Regions from separate parts of the Mus musculus genome. Here region 2 is linked to region 1. Evidence: chromatin contacts called from public HiChIP or PLAC-seq data. All regions are on one chromosome and are shown on one strand. The core of a region is the stretch at or near the end of the contact, and the rest is flanking DNA. Distances in the headings are between cores, read along the strand shown. Region 1 overlaps Cracdl (capping protein inhibiting regulator of actin like). Region 2 overlaps Mgat4a (mannoside acetylglucosaminyltransferase 4, isoenzyme A).

The links. HiChIP or PLAC-seq counts read pairs in DNA pulled down with a chosen protein or histone mark.
Region 2: an H3K27ac HiChIP or PLAC-seq map of regulatory T cell precursor shows a contact between it and region 1, with 3 times the contacts expected there. The contact joins two enhancer-like sites. A contact is called at or near these places in 3 of 115 datasets of contacts at active chromatin or transcription factors (embryonic stem cells, pancreatic cancer cells and regulatory T cell precursor).

Annotation. Positions count from the first base shown.
Region 1 is chr1:37,693,937-37,701,001 of GRCm38.p6, forward strand. All of the region lies in intron 1 of Cracdl (capping protein inhibiting regulator of actin like), which reads right to left. Gm39628 (a long non-coding RNA gene) reads left to right here. Exons shown (of 3, transcript XR_865356.3): 2 at 384-517; 3 at 1,224-1,636. Among named protein-coding and RNA genes, the nearest start is that of Gm39628, 13 kb to the left of the region's middle. Within about 2 kb of position 3,230, at least 95 of the 459 cell types and tissues checked have an H3K27ac peak or open chromatin away from gene starts, as enhancers often do. A contact at or near this core is called in regulatory T cell precursor, where this site is marked.
Region 2 is chr1:37,476,692-37,483,445 of GRCm38.p6, forward strand. All of the region lies in intron 5 of Mgat4a (mannoside acetylglucosaminyltransferase 4, isoenzyme A), which reads right to left. Among named protein-coding and RNA genes, the nearest start is that of Gm39627, 23 kb to the right of the region's middle. Within about 2 kb of position 1,885, at least 101 of the 459 cell types and tissues checked have an H3K27ac peak or open chromatin away from gene starts, as enhancers often do. A contact at or near this core is called in regulatory T cell precursor, where this site is marked.

The DNA of each region.
Region 1 (7,065 bases), core at 1,980-4,479:
TGATTTACTTTTCTAACTATTCAGAATAATCCTAAAAGGCTCAGAGAACTACCTGTAAGAAAATCCCACAGACTCTAATGGCTTCGTGCAGACACAAGGATTACGGGTGCCTAAAAGACCCCTTTTAAAGACCTGTGCTATTTATTAGTTGGTATCTTAGAAGAACCCAGAAGGCCTCGGGTAAAGATGCAGAGAGCTTGCAGGCAGCTTTCGGGCAGACTCTGGGTGAGATTTATACAGACACTGTGAGATTCACGAGCCCTGGACAGCAGCAACAGACTCTGGAGTTTCCTCTGCTGCTTGCATTAGCATCCCTGGGCTTGTTGGGGGTCAGTTACTTAAGTAGATCACTTCACGTGGGCTCGCTTTTCTTCTGGTTACAGGTACCAGCATGGCAGCGTGACTGCCCTAATGTCAAAGATGTGGGCAAGGGTGGAACAATCCTATTATGTGCCTGAGAAAGCAGCCGTGATTTATTTTAAAGAATCCTGGAGGAGGTTCCAATTGCTTCCGTGTGGTGAGGACCCAAGCAACCAATGCTGTCGTCAAAACCCGGTTCATAAAACAATGGGAGCTGTCTGGCACAGGGCTGGAACAAACACTGGCCAGGGAATAGCCATTCCCTTCTCTGCTACATTCCTGCTTGACCTACCTGCCTGCTCTAAGGCCTTGGGAAACCTGACTCCAACTGGCCAGCCTTCCTGGGGAGCAGGGGCCTGTCACTGAACACTATCTGTGTGTACGCCCGCCCCGCCCTGGGCCACCTGCCATGCAGCTCTCTGTCTGGTTCCCTCTCGCCACCTGTAAACTCCCAGAGCGTGTCCCCAGGCTCCAAGCCCAGCAGAGGGAGGGAAGGGCAAAGGGCCAGTGATAAGGCCAGGGAAGCTGGCAATAAAAGAGTAGCTAGCAGGCTAAGCATTGTAGGCAAGGGGGCCATGGAATGCTGAAGGGAAAAAAGGCTACACTTTGTGTACATTCCCAACCTCCTGCTTCATCAAGTACCATGAGCAGGTAGGGACACCATCTCTTCTGTGGCATTTTCTTCTCTCCCACAGCCTAGAGAAGTGATTCCCGACCTTCCTACTGCTGAGAGCCTTTAACCCAGCTCTTCATGACTTGGCGACCCCCAACTGTGAAATTCTTTCTATTGCTACTTTTTAACTGGAATGTTGCTACTGTTACCTTGTTGTAATATAAACATCTGTGTTTTCTGATGGTCTCAGGTGACCTGTGAAGAAGCCTCCACTGGCCTGGAGTGAAAAAGGACAGAATTAAGAAGTCCTCTCCTGTCCATGTGCACTTGCTGTCCGCTTACCTGCTGAGTAACCTTGCACGATAGCCACTGTGCGCACTGTCACACATGTCTGCAGGATTAAATGGGGTGGTGCACATGAGGCATTGAGCTCAAAGTCCCCCCCCCCCAAAATTGTCTTGGTTCTAATAAGCTTGCTGTGCAGAAGCAAGAGGAGAATGATGAAATTGGCTGGGCGTGTAGCTCAGTGGTCAACGCTTGCATGTGCCAGACCCCGAGTTCAATCCCCAGCACATCGAATAATAATAATCATAATAGAGTGATAATAATACTTATTATTATATAATACATCGGTGTAAAATAAAGAGGCAAAGAAAATGCTAAGACACCTTTGATTTTCAGAGAAAGGCTGAGGTGGTGTGGGCAGCGTGTTCTGATAGGACAATGGCAGGCAGCAGGTGGGTAGCAGGCACCTTGGCAAAGCACTGAATCAAGAGGCAAGAGAGCCCAGCATGCCCACTACCCTATGCACAGTGCCTGCAAGCGCCTCTCATTCTCTGGACCTCTGGACCCTGCCCACCTCCCAGTAGAGCTGGGGCCCCAATCGAGCTGTCGAGTACATGCTGTACTCTGAAAAGAACCAAATCGGAACCAAGGAAGGCATCGCAAGACTCACGGGACTCTGGGCAAAAAGGCGGCACCCTGTGCAGAGCCTGGGTACTAGCAGAGAGGTGTGAAGAGGGTGGGAGGCTCTAGCACTTAGCAAATGCCTGTGTGTGTGAAGTCCGCAGCCAGTGCTAAAGAGACAAGGCTGATATCCCTGGTGCAACTCTTATGGCTAAGGAAAGAATTCCTGCTTCATCTGCTAGGTCCCCAGATACTACTTGACCAGTGAAGACATGGTCACGCTGGCACTGACACTCTCCAATGCCCTCAGACCAGTGAAGACTGGATCTAATCTGGGTACCAGTATCCCATACCCCAGCACAGACAAGGCACCCACAACTCTGGCCCTTTCAAGTCTTCTTGGTGACAACAGAGCTAGGCCATATAGCCTCCTGACAACACAGACAACAGTCACCATGGCCATCTGGGGTGTGAAGGTACAAGTTGCCTGGCACAGCCACAGAGCTGACTGCCCCGAGGCCCTTCAGAGGTCTTCATTTCCTTCCCAGACAGTTCTGTTCACATGAGTAGCCACACAGAAACACTGAGCACACCGAGTGCGCTGGCAAAGTTAGCACCGTGTGCCCACACTGCACACTGGGATCTTAAACGCCATTCTCTCTTCTAGATCAACGTGGACACTCTCACAATTCAACGGCCACCATTCCTTCAGGCTGACTCAGCTGGTGGCTTCCCGAGAGCCCAATCCCTCCATGCCCCCTGGGTTTTTGTCCTGAAGATTGGCAGAGTGACAAGTTCTGTTTCCCTGTGTTCTCTGGCGACAAGCACCAGCCTCTTCAGCAAGATACCTGTGTAGGAAAAGGCATGAGGGCAGATAAAATGCTCTGTGATGTAGCAAAGCCACGTGGGAACAATTGCTGCAGCTTACAAAGGGCAAGAAGAGTGCCAGATGGAGCCCCATCTTAGCCCCCCTCCCCCTCCAGCTGTTGGGCTCAGCTCAGGTATATGTCTACCTGCCTGATGTGCCAAGGCACTGAGCTGCTCTACCTGGCCAGACCGTAGGCAGTAAGGATGGTGACCACCATGCCTGTCTGCCACTCGTCCTGGGAGTGACATGGCAATCACACTAGCTGTGAGTACAGACAGCCCACTCTTGAACCAACTGTTCACCTACAGCTGGGTGTGTGCCAGGAGCCACAGGCTTTCTCTTCACTCTGAAGCCTGTGGTGACTCCAGAGTTGTGACCCCCCTCTGTGGTTTGTGGCTGCTGCCTGGCATGGTCTCACCCTCCCCACCACAGCCCTCCTAAAGCACAGTTGAGCTAATTCTGGGCTCCCTGCCACCCTTGCAAGCCCACGCTGCACTTGCTCTGACTCATGCCGAGGTGCCCAGAAGCAAGCTCAGGAGAGACGCTGCAAGGCACCTGCTGGGCCCTGGGCAGCAGCTGGGACTCCAACCTCAGGCTCATGAAGGATCCAGAGTTAGCTCTGAGGTCTCCCAACGACCTTCACCCAATCTCCGTGGAAGATGAACCCAAATGTCAAGTTGTGTAAGCTGCACAGACACCAACTTCATAATGTAGATCCACTGAGACCCTGGAGTTAAATGTTTGCTCTTTATAATCAAGACCTACTTCAGTGTGTGGCGAAATCTTCTGACATTGACAAAGTTCTCAGACACAAAAAGCATTACACCAAAAATGAAGATTATAGGTATCTAATGGTTCCAGCCAACCTGCTTCAAACGCTATTTTCTGAACACCTATTCAGGCTCTTTTCCTCCATGTCTTTAAACTCAAAGCCATCAACACCAGAGCCTCAGACTGTCAGGGGAAGAGGCCTACATTCCTGGCCCACCTCTGACAGGTAAGAATGGAATACTAGAGGAGAGAGAAGCAGGGACAGCCACATCTGTCCAGAGGTGACAGAGGAAAGACAGCCCAGAAGAGTCGCCTCAGGGTGGCCTGTGGGTAGTCGGCTAGGGGAACAGGCTCTCTGGACAGACAGGACACGGTTGTGAGGCCTATGGTTCTGTTTGGAGAGCAAGGAGAATTAAGGCTGGACCTGGGGGGTTGTGAGGGAAGGGAGGTTGGAGATGGTTAAACGTGAACATGCTGGCCAGGCTCTGAAGGGCTCATAGGGCTGCCTCTGCATAGGCAGGGCTAAAGGAAGGATACAGGGAAGAACCAAATGGCTAGATTGGTAGCATTTCACCAGCTGGCCCCTTGGTCCCTAAAGATCACACCTCTCTGAAAGGACAATCTATGTCTTTAAGAGGCCTTGGATAGCTGCATGTTCAGAAAGGACAACCTTAATAAACAGGTTAGGTTACTTATGTACACCAAGCCTCCATGGTAATCCCAACAAACCACCAAGCGATGTGCCCACACTGGTGGCTGTTCTGAAAACAGTAAACTAAGTTACTGAGAAGCCACACACACACACACACACACACACACACACACACACACACACACACACACACACCCTTTCAACTGGTGAGCTCGTGTAACCATGGTAACACAATAGTGTATGACAGAGGCTGGGACCTATCAGGAAACACCTCAGACATCCGAGCTTGCTTTCCACTAAGAATGGCACAGCCTGGGCCTCACTGACAGGGCCAGGCACCATCTCCATAGCACAGCCTTTCATCACCACATGTGACCCTTGAGCTCCGCTAATGGGCACCAGGTCACAGGGGCAAAAATGAGGGAGAACTTCAAGAGCCCAAGTAGCATGTTGGTGAAGGCCCTCCCTTTAAAAATAGCAGGCCTTGAGCCCTGAGATGCAGCCTAGCCTATGCAAACAACATCAGAAGCCATCTAGCCAGCCTCTGTGCCTGCACCCTAGGCTAAGCATCCCAGAGCAGGTTTCCAGGGAGATGGAGATGTTGTGCCAACACGCACTGTGGCGGTACGGTAGATAAACAAGTATAACTGCACACCGGAGTATCTTCAGCTGCAGGAAGGAGCCTCTGAGAAACCTGGACTCACACCCTCAGGACTCCACCAAGCTCAAGAGCGCTCGCTCCCCACTCCAGCTCCCATCCCACACAGTGAGACAGGCAAAAGGGCAGCATTATCACATGGGGCCCAGGTGGGCAGAGCCCCCCAGGAGCTTCCTGAATCACACAGGTTCCACTTGTCCTGGCTCCTCATCTCATCTCATTGGGCCCTCAGGTTACATAAGCTGGGTTTTGTCACCGCCAGTGGTGGCTCTAAGGTTACACGGCTGGACAAGGGCCAGGCAGGCTTACTGTTTGTTTCCATCCTCTGTAAGCAAGGCTCTTCCAAGGAGACTTTCCTCCAACTAGAACCTCTCGGGGCAGAGGGAGCACAGATGCCATGCATCCCTTCCCAGTCAGAGTGCCAACTCTTCATTCCTGTATCAGCTCCCACCACCACCCACAGGCTCCTCCCTCTTATTTCTGCTAAAACAAGGGCCCAAGGAGCAGAGCCTGCCTGAGCCCCAGAGGCGATGGGAGCTGGTGCTGTCAGCAGCCAGCCTCCCTCGTTTCTGCATCTGCTCTACACAGCATCACCAGGACTCTAGGATTCCTGGGAAGGGACAAAGAGAAGGCTACTCTCTAAGCAAGACCTTAGCTCCCAGAGGGCAGTGTCCCACCCAAGTCAGCAGGAGTCCCAGTGAGCCAGAGACATACTCCAGAGCAGGCAACCTAGGGCACCACCAGCAATGGTTTTAGCATTGTGCATCCCTGCTAGTTGAGTGGCTTGGGTACAGCAGTGGCTTGTGGTCAAGACAGTGCATGGAGTGATAAAGACAGACAGCAAGGACCTCACAGGTCATGTCTCAGAACACCCGGGCCAGAGGACTGGAGAAGACCCATGCCTGGCTGCTCCTTCTCTGCAGCAGCTAAGTTCTCCTCTTTGGGCCCTGCTGGCAGTGCTTGACAGATAGCCAACACGGAATATCCTGGTAGAACCATTTCTGAGAACTCAAGGGGTACCTTCTGGTATCCCCCAGGACATGCCACAGCCAGCTGTTCTGGTCACAGTACCAGGATGCCTGGGAACTGATCTATTCTCTAATAGAGACATCTGGAACCCTGGAGTTGCTACCAGAATCCCTGCTATTCAAAAAGATGTGGAGACCCCGTGGAAATCACCGTGGACCATTGGCTCTGGCTGGTGGAGGACCGAGATACTGGTGTCAGGGATGGAGGCAGGAGGGCCACTCTGCACAGAGATGGTGTCTACGATTTCTATTGTCGTGAAGAGATATCATGACCAAGGCAACTCTTAATGCGGAAAACACTTAATTGGGGCTGGCTTACAGTTTCAGAGGTTTAGCCCTTTATCATCATGGCAGGAAGCTTGGCAGCATCCAGGCAGACATGATGCTGGAGAAGGAGCTGAGCGTTCTACATCTAGATCTGCAGGCAGGAGGAAGAGAGAGACACTGGGCCTAGCTTAAACACTTGAAACTTCAAAGCCCATCTCTTGAGACACTTCTTCCGACAAGCCCTTCCCTGTGTGTAGCTCAGCCTTTGCCTCTTCCCCTTGGCTCTGCTTTCTTCCTGCATCTCTGACCCATCATTCTTCCAGCCCCAGGTTGTGACATTCCCGAGTGACTGTGCATTTTTCAGAAGTGTTCCTAAGGGCTTGTCTGCATCTGACACAGGAATGGCTTACTGTCCACGACTGGATACCCACTCTGGATACTAGAGAGTGGTTTGCAAATGTTCCCCTTTTGATACATAACCCTGGAATGAATTCCTCTTGCAGAGGAATCCCTACCTGCAGATTTAACTGTTTCCCCAGGATAAACCCCTAGAGATGGGACCAGCAGGATAAAGGGAGGAATTCCTTTAAAGATTTTGGGACAGAGTGCCAAATTGCTTGGCAGGAAGCTTGCATCCTCCACTCCCAGAATTCCAGGAAAGTTCCTACATCTCCACCTGCAAAGAGTACCGTCGCCCACACAAACAAGTAAAAACAAGAAATTTGCTAGTCTGACAGCAAATCTTGTATCTGATTTCACATGTACCTATGCTACTAAGATGGAGTGTCTCACAAGTCGCCGTTTCTCCGGTTGCCAACTAATCCCTACTCTTAGATGGAAGTTCCTTCAAAGTAATGGGTATTCAGCTGGCAGTGGTGGCACACACCTATAATCTCAGCACTTAGGAGGCTGAGACAAGAGGGTTGTGAGTTCAAGGCTAGC
Region 2 (6,754 bases), core at 635-3,134, 220 kb before region 1:
TGTAGAAGCTCCGGCTCCAGCCTCCCTCCCCACCTGCCCCATTGTGGCCCCTTTCTGACCCCTTTCTGGCCCCTTTCTGGCCCCATTCTGGCCCCTTTCTGGCTCTATCCTGCTGCTTTAACTACTTTTCCTCCTGACTCCTCCTCTTAGCAGCTACATTCGACATCAGAAGACACAGAACTGATCAACGAGTATCTTTATGATTGGACTAAAACTTCCCCCTAATCACAGGGCAAATCACCCCTCAATTGGAGGCAACTATTTCAGAGGCTGAGGCTGAACCCCATGGCAGGAGCAATCATACCCAGAAACCAGACTGCCCCCTCAAATGATGACAGGGATGGAAGGAATGCTTTGCAGATTCAGAACTGAGACACACAGATCTCAGAGCATTGGCCTGAACCAGATTTCCTGACAGTCTGTCAAGCAAACTCCAGAGCCCCTTCTGTTTCTCGTTTCTACCAAATCTCCAAGTTCTATCAGGCCCTGGAGACAGACTTTGGGTCCTGAAGCCCTTCAATTGTTCTGTCTCACATGGCCGTGTTGACTGAAGCAAAGTCCTTTCTCTGTTCTCATCAACAATAATCTGGAGGTGTGGTTGAGGCTAGCCCATCAATGATCATCTGGATGTGTAGCCGAGGCTAGCCCACTGGGACTCTGAAGACAAAACTTTAACCCTAAACTCTAGTAATTTTACCAACTCAACCTACTAAACACCTCTATGAAAATATGTCATGCAAGCATACAGGCAGGATCCATTTCCTCTGGGCGCACATGAAGCACAGAAGCCAACAAACGAGTACTGAGAAGGCTGAAAGGGACACCACCACGTAAATGGTGTTCTCTGACTACAGAGGGTTTGAAGTGGAGATTGGTTAACAGTGGGGATTGTGAGAAATTCTCAAATAGGTAAGAATGTAAAAACACATTTCTACGTAACCCATGGGTCAAGGGAAAAAATTACATAGGAACTTAGAAAGTATTCTGATCTGAATGAGAAAACCAGGGGGCATGTATGGGGTGCAGGGGCTGGGGAGATGGCTCAGCAGTTAAGAGCAGTGACTGCTCTTGCAGGGGACCTGTGTTTGGTTCCTGGCAACTATACCAGGCAGCTCACAACCATCACCTATAACTCCAGCTCTGGGGCGATCTGCCACTTCTGGCCCCTGCGGGTACCACACATGTGGTGCACACTCCCATTCATAGTCATTCACATCCACCCTCCTTCTCTTTAAGCTTAAAAAAAAAAAAGAACTTGAGATATAGTTAACATGGTTCTTAGAGGGAGCTTATAGCTTTGAATTGCTTACATTGCTAAAGAAAAAAAAAACCCCACCCATCATCTCTGCGTGCATCTTTTTAGGAACAAAGCAGCAGAAAAGCAAAACTGAAAGAACTGTGGCTGTGAATGCCACAGAGACAAGACAGAGTCACAGGGTCTGTGTCTCCTCCTCCTGCCAGCTACCCTGAGCCCCAAGACTTCTGAGGTCTCAGAGGTGAAAAAATGCAAACAGAACTCAGGGAATGGAGCCAGGACAGACATTCACAGCCAGGATAGATATCGGAGAGCCAACGGTAGTGCTGCACGGACTGCTCAGCAATCTGTACATCAAATTAGGAGTTAATCTCCCCCCGAAAACAGAGAGCCATCGTGACAGAAAGAAATACTCTTGTACAAATTTCAGATCGGGGAATTTATCTGTCATTGTCCCCAGCACCTGCTTCACAGTGGTACTTCAATAAACACTCATTCAACAAGAGAAAGAGTCTGAGAAAACATAATTCCAGTGAGTGAGAGCCGTGGCTGAGGCTGGCAATATGCCTCATGTACTTCAGGGGAGGAAAGGTTTAAAACTGCACAGGCGACTAACCTCACCCAAAGCACACAAAGTGAGAATCTAACAGGAAAGACTGAGCCTTAGAAAGCTTTGGAGTGGTTAAGACAGTCAGCAGGCGTCCCCAAGTTCCTTCCTGGAAATCACACAACCGTTATCAATGAGACGCAGATACAAGAACCACCCGCTTCACTCTGAAATATTAACAACTGAAATTCCCAGACTCTCGAGGGCATGGCTTTGTCTCATGACCAGAGGTGACAAGCAAGAAGAGCTCTGTGGCTGAAGGAAAGTTGGCAAGTTTATTTTTGTAAAATAGTAGTAGTAGAAGTAGTAATATAATTATCGCCCAGGTGCCTAGAACACAGCTTTATCCCCTGTCAGCCAGTAGCCTAAAAGCCCATACCCTCAGTGACTCATAAAAATACAAGTAGAATACAAAGTAATAAGAAAAAAGGTTTCTGAGTAGAGTCTATCAACAAACTCACTGAGAGAAGAGAGAGGACAGAGGGAGGTGAGGGGACGGAGAGGACGAAGGAAAAGAAACTTGCAGTCAATGACTTGACCATTGCCTTAAGGAAAAGAACAAAGAAAACCACACTCAACTGAAGATGTTGCCATAGAGACGTCACTGCAATGATTCTGAAGGTGTTTGGAAACACAAAGGGCTTCAACGTCTGAAGCAATCCTGAGCAGACCAAAACTGTAGGACCAGACTGTGCGGCGGCGTCAGTACTTCCCACCAACCTACAGGAGGCGGTGAAGTGCTGGCATGAGGTTTAGCTCCAAATCCAGATAATGAAATACAACAGGAAACACACACACCTAACAGTCACTGAATTTTCAATAAATATGTCAGAGAGGTCACGGTGTTCACAGTGTTCTCTCAACACGAGCAACTGGGTTAATGAATGGGTGATGGTCGGAACTTTCACATTACCTTATACCTCGACAGAAGCTAACTCAATGGGGCATAGTCATAATGTAAAAGTTAAAAGTATGACCATTTTCAGGAGGATCACAGTGGGCAGGGCTCTCTTACATCACTAAATAATCAAGAAAAATGCACCCACATACATGTCCACAGGTCAACTGGATGGACGCAAACCTACCAACTCCGGTTCCTACTTCCAAGTACATAAGTTTGTTTCAAGTTGACAAAAACTAACCCTGACAGTCTATGGGACAGTTGTAGGAGAAGCTTAGCTGAGTTTTTCTCAATCAAGACAGGAGGAAGAACATCCAAAGGACAACAGTGTTTGCCGAACACTGATAACTGCAGCATGAAGCCAAAACAGGATATGAAGAGAAGAAGGGAAGGGAATACACCAAACCGGTGTAGAAAGCGGGACAAACCTAACAGAGCAGGGGCAGCGTCACACAGCACCACACAGCCATCTCACCCTGAAGCCAAACGCAGCCCCAAAAGCAGATTAATCTGATAACAGACACGGAAGCCTGTTTATTAATGCGGTGGAATGCACTAGGCAAGATAACCTAACAAGTAAGGGCAGCTGGGACAGAGGCCGGGCAAACAGAAAAGAGCAAACCCACCAATTTTAGTGAGTCCCTAATAGGAAACTCTCTAAATACTACCTAAGAAACTAGAAAGATCCATAAAAGGCTCAATACAATGTTGCAAAGTGGGATCAGGAGTGGGGAAGGGCATGTACTAATGCACACCTGCAGGCCCAACTGTCTGTGAGGCGGTTCAGGATCACAAGCTCAAGGCCTCCCTCTTTCAAACTAAAGGGTTTTCTGTAAAAGTCTGGTGTTTTAATCAGGGTTTCTATTCCTGCACAAACATCATGACCAAGATGCAAGTTGGGGAGGAAAGGGTTTATTCAGCTTACACATCCACATTGCTGTTCATCACCAAAGGATGCAGGACTGGAACTCACACAGGGCAGGAAGCAGGAGCTGATGCAGAGGCGATGGAGGGATGTTGCTTATTGGCTTGCCTCCCCTGGCTTGCTCAGTTTGCTTTCTTATAGAACCCAGGACTACCAGCCCTCCAGCCTTGATCACTAATTGAGAAAATGTCCCACAGCTGGATCTCGTGGAGACATTTCCCCAACTGAAGCTCCTTTCTCTGTGATAACTCCAGTCTGTGTCAAGTTGACACACAAAACCAGCCAGTACACCTGGTTATACCACTCATCCTAGCAAGCCTGAGGCCTTGAATCCAATCCCCAGAGTGAGTGGGAAAAGTAAGAGGAGGAGACTGAGACGACTATGGACTGGAGGGACCAGGCACACTCTAAGCTCAGAGCTAAGCGAATTTTGAAGTGATTCAGGAAGGAAGAGAATCAAGTGCCACAAATACTAGACCAACAAGTCAAAATAGAGGACATGAAACGATGTTGCCATCCAGTGAGGCTGAACTCACTCAACCCTGCCCCCAAACCACTAATAAATGCACCAGTGAATTCAAAAATACTGGCTGAAGCCGGGTATGGTAGCATACGCCTCTAAAATCTCAGTAGTGGGAAGGCAGAGACAAGCAAGTTTGAGCCAGCCTGGTTTAGTGAGTTCTAGGCCAGCTAGGGCTAGTAGTGAGACGCTATCTCAAAACATTAACTACATTCATTGATTTAATTAACTAAAACTTTAGCTGGATACTGGGCATTAAGATGAGCTTTGGACCTATATTCCTAATGATGTAATACTGTCATTTATAAAACAAAACTGTAGGAGAAGAATTTAAAACATTAACAAAGATAGTTAATTCACCTCTCGGTTCAAATCAGTCTTCCAAAGCTTTGGCAATCATAGTTTTCAACAACATCCCTGCTTGTCAGTCACACAGGCTGAATTGTGCCCAACATTGCATCAAAGAACCACTCACTCTCTCTAATCCACTAGAAGAGCATCTAACTGCCAACACTGCCGCACAACCACATCAACTTCCTGCTCTGTTTGGTGGCCGTCTATAAAATTCAAGTTGGTTTGGTTTTGTTTTTTAAACAAAATACAGACCTATCAGGTTCTTAGCTGCAACCAGCAGAAACTACAAGCAAAGCTGTGATGGTTTGTATATGGCTTGGCCCAGGGAGTGGCACTATTAGGAGGTGTGGCCTTTTTGGAGTAGGTGTGGCCTTGTTGGAGTAGGTGTGTCACTGTGAGCCTGTGTTTTCAGACCCTTGTCCTAGCTGCCTGGAAGCCAGTCTTCTCCTAGCTGCTTTCAGAACAAGATGTGGAACTCTCAGCTCCTCCAGCCCCATGTCTGCAAGGATGCTGCCATGCTTCTGGCCATGATGATAATGGGCTGAACCTCTGAACCTGTAAGCCAGTCCCAATGAAATGTCCTTAAAAGAGTTACCTTGGTCGTGGTGTCTGTTCACAGCAGTAAAACCCTAACTAAGACAATAGCCAACAACAATAACAGCAGCAAAAGATTTACTGAAAGCTGGCTGGGGTGGACCCACGCAGCTGGGGTGGACACATGCAGCTGGGGCATCGGATGCATGCGGCTGGGGTGGATGCATGCAGCTGGGGTTGGGTTGAGGAACCAGGCTGGGAAGACACAGAAATAAAGTCACAGTGAAGTCAGGCACCACAAGCAGGAACAAAGACAAGACAGTCACATCTAAGACAATTCAGTCACCAGAATGCCTATCTGATCACTGCTCCCTTATAGTTGATTTTTTAATAAGCACTTCTTTACTTGGAGAGAGGGGACATGCCAAGGTGTGCATGTGGAGGTCAGAAGGTAACTCAAAATACTATATGATTAAACTCTAAGTTAAAAAAACAAAAAAGGGGCTGGTGAGATGGCTCAGTGGGTAAGAGCACCCGACTGCTCTTCCAAAGGTCCAGAGTTCAAATCCCAGCAACCACATGGTGGCTCACAACCATCCGTATAACAAGATCTGACTCCCTCTTCTGGTGTGTCTGAAGACAGCTACAGTGTACTTACATATAATAATAAATAAATCTTTAAAAAAAAACAAAAAAACAAAACCTGAAACCAGACCAACCACTTAGGTTACACAAAGTACCCTCCAGAGCAACCAGCTGGTCTGTCTCGGCCCCTTCTAAAGTTCTGAACTGAGAGAAGCAGAGGACTAAATCATAGCTAATGATTACTCTCCCAAACAGAAACATCTTTTGGTCTTTTCAAAGAAAAAAAATGGAGAGATGACTCAGTGGTTAAGAGCTCTGGCTGCTCTTTCAAAGGACCTGGGCTCAATTCCCAGCACCCACATGGCAGATCACTGTCCGTTAACTCTATTCCTATGGAATCAAACTCCCTCTTCTCACCTCTACTCACAGCAGAGTACAGACACCCAGACACAGATGCAGGCAAAGCATCCATATACATAAAAATACTTTGATCTTTCTCTGGGGTAGCCCTTGCCCCTCATCCCAGAAACTTCTCTTTGCAAAGGACAGAGACCATTACGGAAAACCACAACCCATCAATATGCAGAACTGTGGAGCCCATCCCATCCACAATACAACCCCTGCACCAAAGGCTCAGGGATTACTTCAGGAGAAGGGTGGAAAGACCCAAGAGGTAGAGAAATGGAGTTCACTCCGAGGCCGTGTCTCCTAAGAACATCAGAAGCCACACTCATAAAGTCTCATCAGCATGGCTGCCCAAGCAGGAGCGGAGTAAGGACAGCACCAACAGATACGGAAGGGGGAAGGCCCACAGGCCTCAACCTTGCACAAAGAGCTGCAGGCCACTGCGGAAGGCCGGGGTCCTGAGAAAAGGGTCTTCCCCAGGAAAGCACACATATCTGTTATCCAATACCGAATGGTCAGATCTAAAGACACACCTGAGTGACACTATACATATCAAGCAGGTTGTATTTACGTATCTCGGGTACACGCAACCTGTTTAACACACACCTATATATAACCTCTAGATAGCAGCAATTTATGAAAGATGAGGCCATGAGTTTGAAAGAATG